Linked DNA regions of Canis lupus: all the other regions are linked to region 1. A link is a contact called in public Hi-C data. All regions are on one chromosome and are shown on one strand. The core of a region is the stretch at or near the end of the contact, and the rest is flanking DNA. Distances in the headings are between cores, read along the strand shown. Region 1 has its middle 150 kb from the start of FOXN2. Region 2 overlaps LOC111097744 (a long non-coding RNA gene). Region 3 has its middle 18 kb from the start of PPP1R21.

Region 1 (3,584 bases), core at 331-2,830:
AAATTCCACCTAGTTGTATAATATTTTTCTTTTTTACATTGTTGGATTTGATTGCCAACATTTGGTTGAGGATTTTTGCATCTATGTTAATGAGAGAGATTAGTCTAACAGATACTGTGTCTAACAGAAATTAGTATAAACGCTCACCAATAGACGAGAACACTCCTATGAGGTAGTCAGAGTAACCAAAATCATGGAGACAGAAAGTAGAATGGTGGCTACCAGAGACTGGAGGAAGGAGGGAAGAGAAAGTGTTGAATAGGTATAGAGTTTGTTTTATAAGATGAAAAGAGCTATGAAATGAATTTTGGTGATAGTTGCACAAAATTATGAGTGCATTTAATACCACTGACCTGCACACTTAAAAATGGGTAAGGTGAAAAAAAAAATGGGTAAGGTGGTAAATTTTATGTTAATCACAATAAAAATTTTGAAAAAAAAAAAAGAGAGAGAGATAGTAGAATGTTCAGAGAAGCACTATTTATAATAGCCCTCCAACAGGCAATTACCTAAATATCCAACTGTAGAGTGAATAAATTGTATATTCACACAGTGAAACACTATACAGCAAGTGGAAAGCACAAAGTATTGCTATACGTAAAAACATGATGTTTAGTGAAAGAAGCCAGAGATGAAAGAGTACATATTCTATGATTCCGCTTACATTAAGTATAAAAATAGCAAATTTGAGCAAAAATGAATTTGTGCTCTTATAAGTCAGGCAAGTATGTACCCTGGTGGAAAGGGGAGGGAAGGATTAGCGATTGGAGGAGGGCATGAGGGGCCCTGGGACACTGGTAGTGTTCTTTTCTTGGTCTAGGTGTTGGGATGTTTAGCCTGAAAGTTCAATGTAGTATATAAATTATGCCTCAATAAAAAAATCAAGGCAACAAATTTAAAAATAAAAAATTGGTTTCAATAAAACCTCTACTTTACAGATGTGGATATTGAGGGTTGGAAAGGTTAAATGATATAGGCCTTGTCACCTGATTGTCAAGAAACAGAACTGAAAACCACCAAGGTGTGGGGGCTGTGTGCACTTTGTCTACACCTCAGAGTAACTGCTGGTTATTTCCCTAGGAGATTTGGAGGTTTTCGGTTTGTTTGTGTTGTTTTTCAGGGGCAGGGTGGGAGTGAGGAGTGGGAACCAGTGAAGAGGAAGTGGACCTATGAGCAACATATGTAAAGCACTTAGGCCAGAGCTCAGCACATAGTAGAACCTTAACAAACGCTACATTTACCTCACACACATCCCCCTTTCCAAGGAAATGAAATGGAGAGAATGTTGAAGAGTGCTGGTGGCTCTGGAGTAGACACTGCACGCTCCAGAACAGAGTGATTAGACTGATCGTAGGTTTGTGTTGAAAGCTCTGGTCTCCACTGCCAGGGTAACCTCTCCTGGGGATGAGCAAGTGAAGGGGCTTCTGATTTAGGCTAGTATTCCTTGCTGGTTATTTGTAGGGCAAGTGAGGACCTGACTTGAGCAGTAGAGACTCATTGTGGAAAGGGGGGGAGGGGTTCCTAATACCCTGATGTCCAAAAATAGTGTGTGTGTGTCTATGTGTGTGTGTGTCTGTGTGTGTAAGGAGGTGGACTCCTTTATGTGCTCTGCATTGACATTCTTGCTTGTTGCTTCTTTTGTGGCCTATGAGCCAACTTGGGCAGGTCAGGGTATACACACTGATTTCTGCTTAGACAAAAGACAGCCCTGTGCTCTGAGCTCCTCAGCACCCTTAGAAACCTGTGTTTTTTAGGTCTGGAGGCCAGTGTTGTCCTTTTACCCAGATGGGCCGCAAAGATTTTCCCGGGAAGCATTCCTGCCAGCCACGGATTTCACATCATGACAGCGACACCTTGTGGCCAAGGGTGAAAGTCCAGCCCGCCCCCCTCCGTATTGGCTCCGGGAGCGAGGGGAGGAGTTTAGGGAGGTTCCAGACCCTGCCCTTTATACACAGCTTCCAGGAGTCATTAATCCCTAGGCTGCCAGTTCCGCACAACTCAGGCCTTAATCATATCCTGTCCTGGGTTGCCCTCTGTTTCATGTGTAATCATTTAAAATCATTTTGTCTACCAAATTAGCCTAAGGTTTTGAGGCTAGGACTATTGGAATCACAGACCTTTTCAAGTCAGATGGGAATTTAGGGTCTTCTAATCTGACTCATGGGTTTTTCAGATGGGGAACAAAAATGCTGGGAGGTGACGGGAATTGCCCAGCTACTTAAAGGTGAGGTTTGGAACAGAGCCCAGATCTCCTGAACACTCTCAGTCCAGTGCTTTCCATGGCACCATGCTATTTCTTTGTGTCACGCACAGTATTTGCACACAGGGGGCCTAGCACACAGTGGGCACCCCATAAATACCATTTGACTGACAGATCATTGCCCTTGCTACCTACTTGCCACCAAACTGAGTTTTCAATTGTTATCTGGGCCATCTCCCACTTTTGGGCCTCTTGAGAATTCTGATGAATTAAAGTGGCCACTTTTGCTGTAGTAAGTCTCTGTCTTTTCCCATTTATAAAGCACACAGTGAGGATTCAAGGAAAGAAGTGAAAAAGAGATACAAAATTTAAAGTAAAAGTCCAAATCTCAGCATCCATTCAGACCAAGTGTCTACAGTGAACTCCATAGGCTCTATGCTCAGTGTTTCTCAAATTTCGAGTGCATCTAAATCTCTTGTTAAATCTTGTTTAAAAATCTTGTTAAAACACGTGTTAGGGGGACACCTGGGTGGCTCAGCAGTTAAGAGTCTGCCTTCAGCTCAGGGTGTGATCCTGGGGTCTTGGGATCGAGTCCCACGTTGGCTCCCTGTGAGGATCCTGCTTCTCCCTCTGCCTATGTCTCTGCCTCTCTGTGTGTGTGTCTCTCATTAATAAATAAATACAATCTTAAAAAAGAAAAACAAAACACATGTTATGATTCAGGAGGTCTGGGGTGGGACCTGAGCTTCTGCATTTTTTTAAAAAGACTTATTTATTTAAAAGGTAGGGGAGGCGCCGGGTACAGAGGGAAAGAGTCTTAAAGCACAGAGCTCTATATCAAGGCTTGATCTCCGGACCCTGAAATCAGGAACTGAGCTGAAACAAAGTCGGATGCTCAATTGACTGTGCCACCCAGGCGGCCCAAGCCTCTGCATTTCTAACAAGCTCCTAGATGTTGCTGATTCTGTCTTTTGAGGAACAGAGATGCAGGTAACTACCCCACCCTGGCCCAAGGCTTCAGAGAAGGCCACTAGCCCAACCTGAGCCTCTCCTTCCCCCTCAGCCCTGTTGACCTTGGCTTCTGGGAGAAAGGAACAGAGCTCCTCAGTGAGTCATTCCAAGTCCCTTTCCTCACTCCATCTCCTATCTACTCCCCAAGATCCTGCTATCAGACAATCTGGAGAGAAGGCAAGGTTGAACCTGACCAAAACCCTGCAGCCAAAAGGGGAGATAGACTTGCTGTTGACATACCTTACAATTTTCCAGAGGAACAGCCCTGCTTGCTTGCCATTTTGTATCTGGGTGCTATGACATCCCTATAAAACAGTTCTCTTTTTTATTATAAAATACATTTTAATCTATATAGCTTAATTATAAGATAATT
Region 2 (4,119 bases), core at 279-2,778, 140 kb after region 1:
CTAGCTGCAGGACATACACGCTGTGCCCTGGTAGGGGCAGCAAATCAACCTCCCTTTGCATGGCCCATCACCCTAACCCATGGCAGACAGGCAACTCCCAGAAGGCTGCAATCTCCATACCTAAAATTTTTCTTGTGTAGCCCTCCCATGGAAAGCTTCCACTTTTTGTCCTGTGTCAATCTTGAAGTAGGAACCAGAACATATTCAGGAATCCCTTCAAAAGAAAATCCATCCATCAAATATTTATAGGCAATGTAGATTCTGCTGAAGAGTTTGTAAAGGAGCCACTGGAGGGTTTCATAAACCAGAGTGAATAGCATACAACTTTATCAATGCCCTCTTCCAATTTGTCTTCTTTTTCTAGTCTCATGAGGATGTGCGTGTGTGTGTGTGTGTGTGTGTGTGTGTAATAAAAGATTCATTTTCCCCTAAATGAACCAACTTCTAAATCTTCCTCTGTGCACCACTACTATTCTCTCCCTTTATTACTGCATTAGAACCAATCTGAACTATCGGCCTGAGAATGAGTGCCTCTTAGCCAATATGTAAGACCAGGCAGTCCCAGAAATAATGGCTATTTAGACATGAAAATTGTGTTCTGTGAACAGATGGAGTATGGCTGAGGTCTAGAAGGGGAACAGGGGAGGGCAACATGGGCACGACTGGTTCTTAGATGAGGAAACACGGACATCAGCTTAGAGCTGTATTTAGGACACTTGAGGGTTTCAGTGTAGCACGGAGGAGAAACTGAAAACAAAGAGAAGTTGAAAGAAAATGGAAAACTCCAACTCATGTAATCATTGGCTTTGTTAAATTACTGTCCATTTGCTTCATTTTTGTCCAAATAAGACAGTACAACAAACACACACACCAACTAATAACCACAAAATTTATCAGTTAATTCAACAAATATTTTTTGAGCATGTACTACTTGCCAAGCAGTGTTCTACATAACTAGGATATGTCAGAGAGCCACCTGGGTGGCTCAGTCGGTTGAGTGTCTGCCTTTAGCTTGGGTCATGATCTCAGGGTCCTGGGATCGAATTCCATGTTGGGCTCCCTGCTCGGTGGGGAGGCTGCTTCTTTCTTCCCCCCTTGTTGTGTTTCTCTCTCTCTCTCTCTCTCTCTCTCTCTCTCTCTCTCTCTCTCTCACACACACACACACACACACACAAATAAATAAAGTCTTTTAAAAAAAAGTATATGTCAGAGATCAAAAGAAAGACTGCTGTCCCTGTGAAACCTACATTGTTGTCAGGGAGCCAGACTTAACCAAAACATAATAAATAGGCTATCTAAGTGTGTGAGAAGATAATGTTGCTCTGGGAAAGATAAAGTATAATAGGGAGGGAAAGGGTATTAAGATTCTTGAGACATGGTTGGGGGTAATTGCAGTATCAAATTCGGAGGTCAAGGCAAGCCTCATTGTGAAAGTAAAATTTCAGCACGGACTTAAAGGAAGTGAGAGAGTTAGCTAAGCAGATATCTGGAAGAAGAATCCAGGCAGAAAGCAAAGGTCACAGGGCTGGGTGTGCCTGGCACTGTCAAGAAAGAGCAGGGAGGCCAATGGTGGCAGTGCTACACAGGGTTAGATCATGTAAAATGTGGTAGGATATTATAAGGACTTTGGCATTATTTTGAGTGAAATGAGGAAGCCACACAGTAGTTTTGAGATGAGGTTACCCAAACGGGCAGATTTTGAACGGACAGATTTTAAGAGGATCATTCTGGCTGCTGTGCTAAGGAAATACTGCTTAGGGGCAAGAAGAGAAATGTGTGTGTGTGTGGGATATTAGGAAGAATTAAAGCCATTCAGGTGAGAGAGGACTGTAGCTTTGAGCAGGGTGGTAGTGGTAAAGGTGAGGAGAAGAGATCAGATTCTTTTTTTTTTTTTTTAAGATTTATTTATTTATTTATTCATGAGAGACACAGAGAGAGAGAGAGAGAGAGGCAGAGACATAGGCAGAGGCAGAAGCAGGCTCCTGCGGGGAGCCTGATGTAGGACTCGATCCCCACATCTGGGATCACACCCTGAGCCACCCAGGCATCTGATGAGGTCAGATTCTAGACACATTTTAAAGGTATAAGAGAAAGAAAGGAGTCAAAGGTGACTTCAAGGTTTGGGGTTGCACAATCAAAGAGACAGAGTGAAGCAGCAACTGACCATAGTTAACTAAAAATGCCTAAGTCTAAATGCAAACTACTGTGGAACAAAAATTTATATTTGCTATAATATAACTTGGAATCTCTTTAATGCTGCTTTCCCTGAGCAATTACCTAATTTATCAAAAGTCAGTTTCACAACTGCAGTATTTAATTTTAAATAAACTCTATTTACTGGATACCCAACTGCTATAGATATAATTTGTTTTATTCTTCTAGCAGCGGAGAAGGAAACACACTTCTCTAGCTTTTCTTGCACAATCCTTTTGGGCAATTCCTAAAATTGAACTAGGTTGACTTTTTAGTTGTTGTTCATTTAAAAATAACAATAGAAGCTAGCATTTACTGAGCACTTATTATTCACCAGGCCATGTGTTCAATTGTTTCACATACATTGGCCTCATAGCACCCTTCTGAGGCTGGAATTGTACCATTCCACATGTCTTCATTTTAGACATGAAGACGCTGAGAAAATGTGGAAAAATTTTGCCTGGGCTAGTAAGTAGCAGAGCCAGAATTCTAACCCAAGTCTAAGCTTACAGCTTTTAAAAACTGTACAAACTGTCTCTCTACTCGACTGCTAAGGAGGGAGGGACTAGAAGGGATATGGAATTTATTCTATCCCTAAGAATTATTGAAGCTTTAGGCTTCCCTCTGTGTTGGTATATTCGGGCTGACATAACACCATACCGAAGACTGGGTGGCTTACAAAAAACAAGTATCTCATTCTCACAATTCTAGATGCTGGGAAGTCCCACCATTTGGTGTCTGGTGAGAACCCAATTCCCAGTTCATGGCTGGTCATCTTCTCACTGTAACCTCCCATGATGGAAGGGGCATATAAGTTCTGTGGGGTCTCTTCCATGAAGGCACTCATCCCATTCTGTACAACTCCCCTCTCATCACCTAATCACATATGAACTTGGGTGGCAGTGGTTGTGGGGGCAGATACAACATTCAATCTATAGCAGCCTCTTTTGTGTGTTTTTTTTTTTTAGTCTTTTTTTTTAAATTTTATTTATTTATTCATGAGAGACACACAGATTGAGAGAGGCAGAGACACAGACAGAGGGAGAAGCAGGCTCCATGCAGGGAGCCCGACATGGGACTCAATCCCGGGTCTCCAGGATCATGCCCTGGGCTGAAGGTGGCGCTAAACTGCTGAGCCACCCAGGCTGCCCTAGTAGCCTCTTTTGTGAGTGATTAGTATAATTTTAAATGTACATATGTGGGGTTTAAAAAAATTTTTTAAAATTTATTTACATAATCATGAGAGATACAGAGAGAGAGAGAAAGAGACATAGGCAGAGGGAGAAGCAGGCTCCCTGCAGGGAGCCCAATATGGGACTCAATCCCAGGACTCTGGGATCACGCCCTGAGCCAAAGGCAGATAGATGCTCAACCACTGAGCCACCCAGGTGTTCCTGTACCTATGTTTTTACTGAGTTTCATTGGTCACATTCTAAAGCCTTAGTTTCCCCATCTTTGAGAAAAGTCACCTAGATCAGTGATTTCTAGGTCTTTAAAAATTTCAACTCTCACAAGGCAGAACAAATCCTATCACTATTAGGGATTCATTGTAGAAGTTCTCAGTGAGGTAGAAGTAAAAAAGAGCCTGGGAGGGGTGCTTGGGTGGCTTGGTTGGTTAAGTGTCTGACGGTTGGTTCCAGCTCAGGTCATGATCTCAAGGCCATGAAATGGAGCCCAGCGATGAGCTCTGCACCTAGCCAGGAGTCTGCCTGAGATTCTCAAGATTCTATTTCCCTCCTCTCACCTCCTACACTCACTCACTCTCTCTCTCTCAAATAAATAAATCTTTAAAAAAGAGAGAGAGAGCTTAGGAATTTGACAGAGCCTGGCCCTAAAGATTCTGATTGTACTTCTCTCAAGCCATTAGATCAGTGGTTTTCAAACTGTGTTCCTGGAGGAACACTGTATGAAAATGCCTGGGTGTTC
Region 3 (3,737 bases), core at 253-2,752, 250 kb after region 1:
CCCCCCTCCCCACTCCGAATGCCCTCTCCACGAGGGCAGGCATTGGACTCTTTTCTCCATGGATGTGATCCAGTGCCCGGCTCCCAGAAGGCCCTCAGTAAGCATCTCTTGGCTGACTGACTGACCGAATCTCCAAACGCCTACCTCCTCTCTAATAAACCTTCCCTAAGCTTTGTGCTCTCCTTCTCTCCATCCATAATTTGTCCTGATTCTTTTCCTCCACATTATACCTGCAGCTCTGAAGTGCTTCTGCGATATCATGATGATTCTCTTAGGACTGCCTCCCCCACTGGATGGCACCTCCAGCACCTCTGCCTACACGCGACCCCCACTGCAAGCTGTTAACTGAGCACATGCGTGTACACATGAATGGTAGGCAGAACACGATCCTCACACAGATTCATCTTCTCATCTGGAGGCCCCCCTCCCCCGTGATGGTGCTGCTGGGAAGGCCTGAGGCAGGGAAGGATGGATGGGGAGCGATCATGGAGCAGCACTGAGTGCGGGGTCAGAAGGGAGTCTTCTGTGCTCTGAGCTCTGAGTAGACGGGGTTATGATTTCTTTCTATTCTGCTCTTCACACTCTCCCTCTCCCCGGCTGTTTCTCTCACCTTTCAAACCTCTGATTTTTGGGATCCCTGGGTGGCACAGCGGTTTAGCGCCTGCCTTTGGCCCAGGGTGCGATCCTGGAGACCTGGGATCGAATCCCATGTCAGGCTCCCGGTGCATGGAGCCTGCTTCTCCCTCTGCCTGTGTCTCTGCCTCTCTCTCTCTCTCTCACTGTGTGCCTATCATAAATAAAAAATAAAAAATAAACAAACCTCTGATTTTTGATCCCAGGCTAAGTAGGGTCAGCTTTAAGTACAGGGAAAGAAGACAGCTGCCTCAGTGGTGTGATCCGGGGGCTTCAGGATAGTTCCTTGTCCCCACACACATTCTTCACTCTGGTGCCACTTTCCTTGGGTCCTTTTCTTCTTTTTCTTTCCGTTTTATTGAGATATACTTGACATACAGCAGTGAATAAGTTTAAGATGTACAGCATAATGACTTGACTTACACATCTTATGAAATGATCACCCAATTAGTTAAAATTTATCATCTCATAGATAAAAAAAAGTTTTAGATGTTTGTATGTTTTTTCTTGTGATGAGAACTCTTAGGATTTACTCTTTTAACTACTTCCAAACATATGTAACAGTGTTAGCCATAATCATTGTGTCATACATTATATCCTTGGTACTTATTTATCTTATAACTATAAGTTTGTGCCTTTTAACCACCTTCTCCAAATACCTGTCTCCCCACCCCCACCAGTTAACCATAAGTCTGATCTCTTTTTCTATGAGTTTGGGGCTTTCTTTTACTTTTTAGATTCCAAATTGTAGCAAAGTGGCCTAGAACCCACTGGTCTTTCAGCAAATGGCCAGACAGAGCTGAGGGCCCAGGACAATCAGCTCCCTGGGTTTGTAGAGCACAAGGCAGTTTAAAGCAGGTCCCAGCCTGGGATCTTCCCCACACAGAGGCTTCTGAAAGCTGCCTGTCAGTGGCCTCCCAGGGTGCTGAGAACCAGGGAGGGGTGAGGAGGAAGGCTTGTCTGTGCCAGCGAAGCCTTGTCCATGAAGGCCAGCTCCATTTCTGCTCTGGCTGCCTAGTCTCCCCAGGTCAACAAAGGGGCTGCACCGAGCTGAGAGGCATGATTCTCTCCTCTCCCAAACATCAAGTGAAGAAGAAAGGTCCACACCCTAACTGGAAGCCTCAAGGGACCACAGGATGTCCCAACACGTCCTGTAGAAGGACTTAGTAATTTTCCAGTTACTAATTTGCCTTACCTGTTCTGTTCAAACAGGCTAATTGTTTCCTCAAAAAGACTCAAGTGTAGTGGGATGAGGTCACCAGAGACGTGCCTAAACAATTAGAAACTCTGGTTATGGGCGCGCCAGAGGACTGGTTACCAGCTACTCAGACTGTTGGACTGATTTTATCTTTCCTAAATTCGGTGAGGACGCGCCTCCTGGTGGTGATATGCGATCATACTAGGCAGGAAGAATCGTGAGCCAAGTGACTCCTTCCTTCCCCGGGTAGGAAAGTTAAGTGGGCGTAGGTGCTGCTTTTGGAACGTTCTCTGGAGGTCATATTACTATTATTTCTCAATAACTATTGATTGGTTCAAATATGAAATAAGTGTGATTAATATAATCCTTTTATAGTTGTGATCTTTGGAAAATGTGAATTTTAATCAAAGCAAAAAATCTGCCAAGACAGAAAAGAAGGAAAATTGATCTCTGGTTTGATAAGAAAAGAGAACATAACTTGAGAGATTTCATATACTCTCTTTCACACTGTGGGTATTATATTCTCTGTTTAATTAGAACAGTTCTTTTTTTTACCTTTTTTTTTTTACTACAAGAAATTTCAAATATGTACAAAAATAGTACAGTGAATCCACATATACTCACTGCCTAGGTTCCAGAGCTATCAGGATTTTGGCACGGTCCCTTTTTATATCCCATTAAGGTTTTTTAGTTGCTTTCCCCCCTTAAATATTATAGCCTAGACATCATGTTACTGTACCCTAAATATTTCAGGATGCATTTCTAAAAACTGGGCATTTTCTTACATAAACACATGCCATTTTCACATCTAAAAATTCATAATCCCTTGGAGTCATCTACACGCCCATACAGTCCACATTTAAGTCTCCTCGAATATAAAACTCTCTTTTTGCAACAGTTTGTGAATCCAAGAAGTCCACGCACCACATTTGGTTGTTTGGTTCTCCCTCTCTCTTACTTTCTCTCCTTCTCTCAAGCTCCCTCCCTCCTTCCGTCTTAATTAACTTATCTTTACACAGAGAGAAATGCACTGGTATTAAGCATATAGGTCGGAGAGTTTGGATAAATGCATACACCTGGTAGCCCATATCCTTATCAAGATAGATAATGTTTCCATCACCCCAGAAAGTTTCCCCCTATGCTTTCACAGACAACTCTCCCTTCGCCCCCAACCACTGCTCTGACCTCTCTCAGCATGGGTGAGTTTTGCCTCTTTCTTGTTTTATGTAGCTACTTGCGCTCAGCATAATATTTTCAACGTTCGTCCCTGTTGTTAAAGGTCTCTGTTATTGTGAGTTACATTCTATCTTACACGTGTACCACAGTTTGCTTGTGCACAGTCCTGCCGCTGGACATTGGAGTACTTTCCAGTGTGGGCTACTGTGAAAAAAGCTGCTATGGATATTTTTTTTTAAAGATTTTATTTATTTATTCATGAGAGACAGAGAGAGAGAGAGAGAGAGAGAGAGAGAGAGAGGCAGAGACCCAGGCAGAGGGAGAAGCAGGCTCCTCACAGGGAGCCTGACGTGGGACTCGATCTCAGGTCTCCAGGATCAGGCCCTGGGCTGAAGGCAGCACTAAACCACTGAGCCACCCGGGCTGCCCTTGCTATGGATATTTTTGTATTGATCTTTTTGTGGGCATATGTTTTCATTTCTCCTGGGGAAGTACCCCGGAGTAGAATAACTTGCCACAGTGAATGTGTATGTTTCACTTAGTAAGGAAATCCCGAGTCTCTTCTCCTGAGCACACCCTGCTTTACCACTTTCTGGTCGTCTGACTGTTCTGCATCCTGCCTACGTCCAGCAGCTTCCCTGAGGTGTTCCGTACCTTGTCCCTCTACCCCTGGGTTGCCTATAAACTAGAAGTTTGATCTAAAAATCTGGATGAGGGCAGCCCCAGTGGC

What was found. A called contact is a pair of places that touch in the nucleus more often than the background predicts.
Region 2: a Hi-C map of blood shows a contact between it and region 1, with 3 times the contacts expected there. The contact joins two enhancer-like sites. A contact is called at or near these places in 3 of 9 Hi-C or Micro-C datasets (amygdala and blood).
Region 3: a contact with region 1 is called in a Hi-C map of blood, with 5 times the contacts expected there. The contact joins two enhancer-like sites. A contact is called at or near these places in 5 of 9 Hi-C or Micro-C datasets (amygdala and blood).

The regions. Positions count from the first base shown.
Region 1 is chr10:51,131,756-51,135,339 of UU_Cfam_GSD_1.0, forward strand. No RefSeq gene overlaps it. Among named protein-coding and RNA genes, the nearest start is that of FOXN2, 150 kb to the right of the region's middle. Within about 2 kb of position 1,581, at least 8 of the 20 cell types and tissues checked have an H3K27ac peak or open chromatin away from gene starts, as enhancers often do. A contact at or near this core is called in blood, where this site is marked.
Region 2 is chr10:51,267,038-51,271,156 of UU_Cfam_GSD_1.0, forward strand. All of the region lies in intron 2 of LOC111097744 (a long non-coding RNA gene), which reads right to left. Among named protein-coding and RNA genes, the nearest start is that of FOXN2, 11 kb to the right of the region's middle. Within about 2 kb of position 1,529, at least 6 of the 20 cell types and tissues checked have an H3K27ac peak or open chromatin away from gene starts, as enhancers often do. A contact at or near this core is called in blood, where this site is marked.
Region 3 is chr10:51,385,214-51,388,950 of UU_Cfam_GSD_1.0, forward strand. No RefSeq gene overlaps it. Among named protein-coding and RNA genes, the nearest start is that of PPP1R21, 18 kb to the right of the region's middle. Within about 2 kb of position 1,503, at least 7 of the 20 cell types and tissues checked have an H3K27ac peak or open chromatin away from gene starts, as enhancers often do. A contact at or near this core is called in blood, where this site is marked.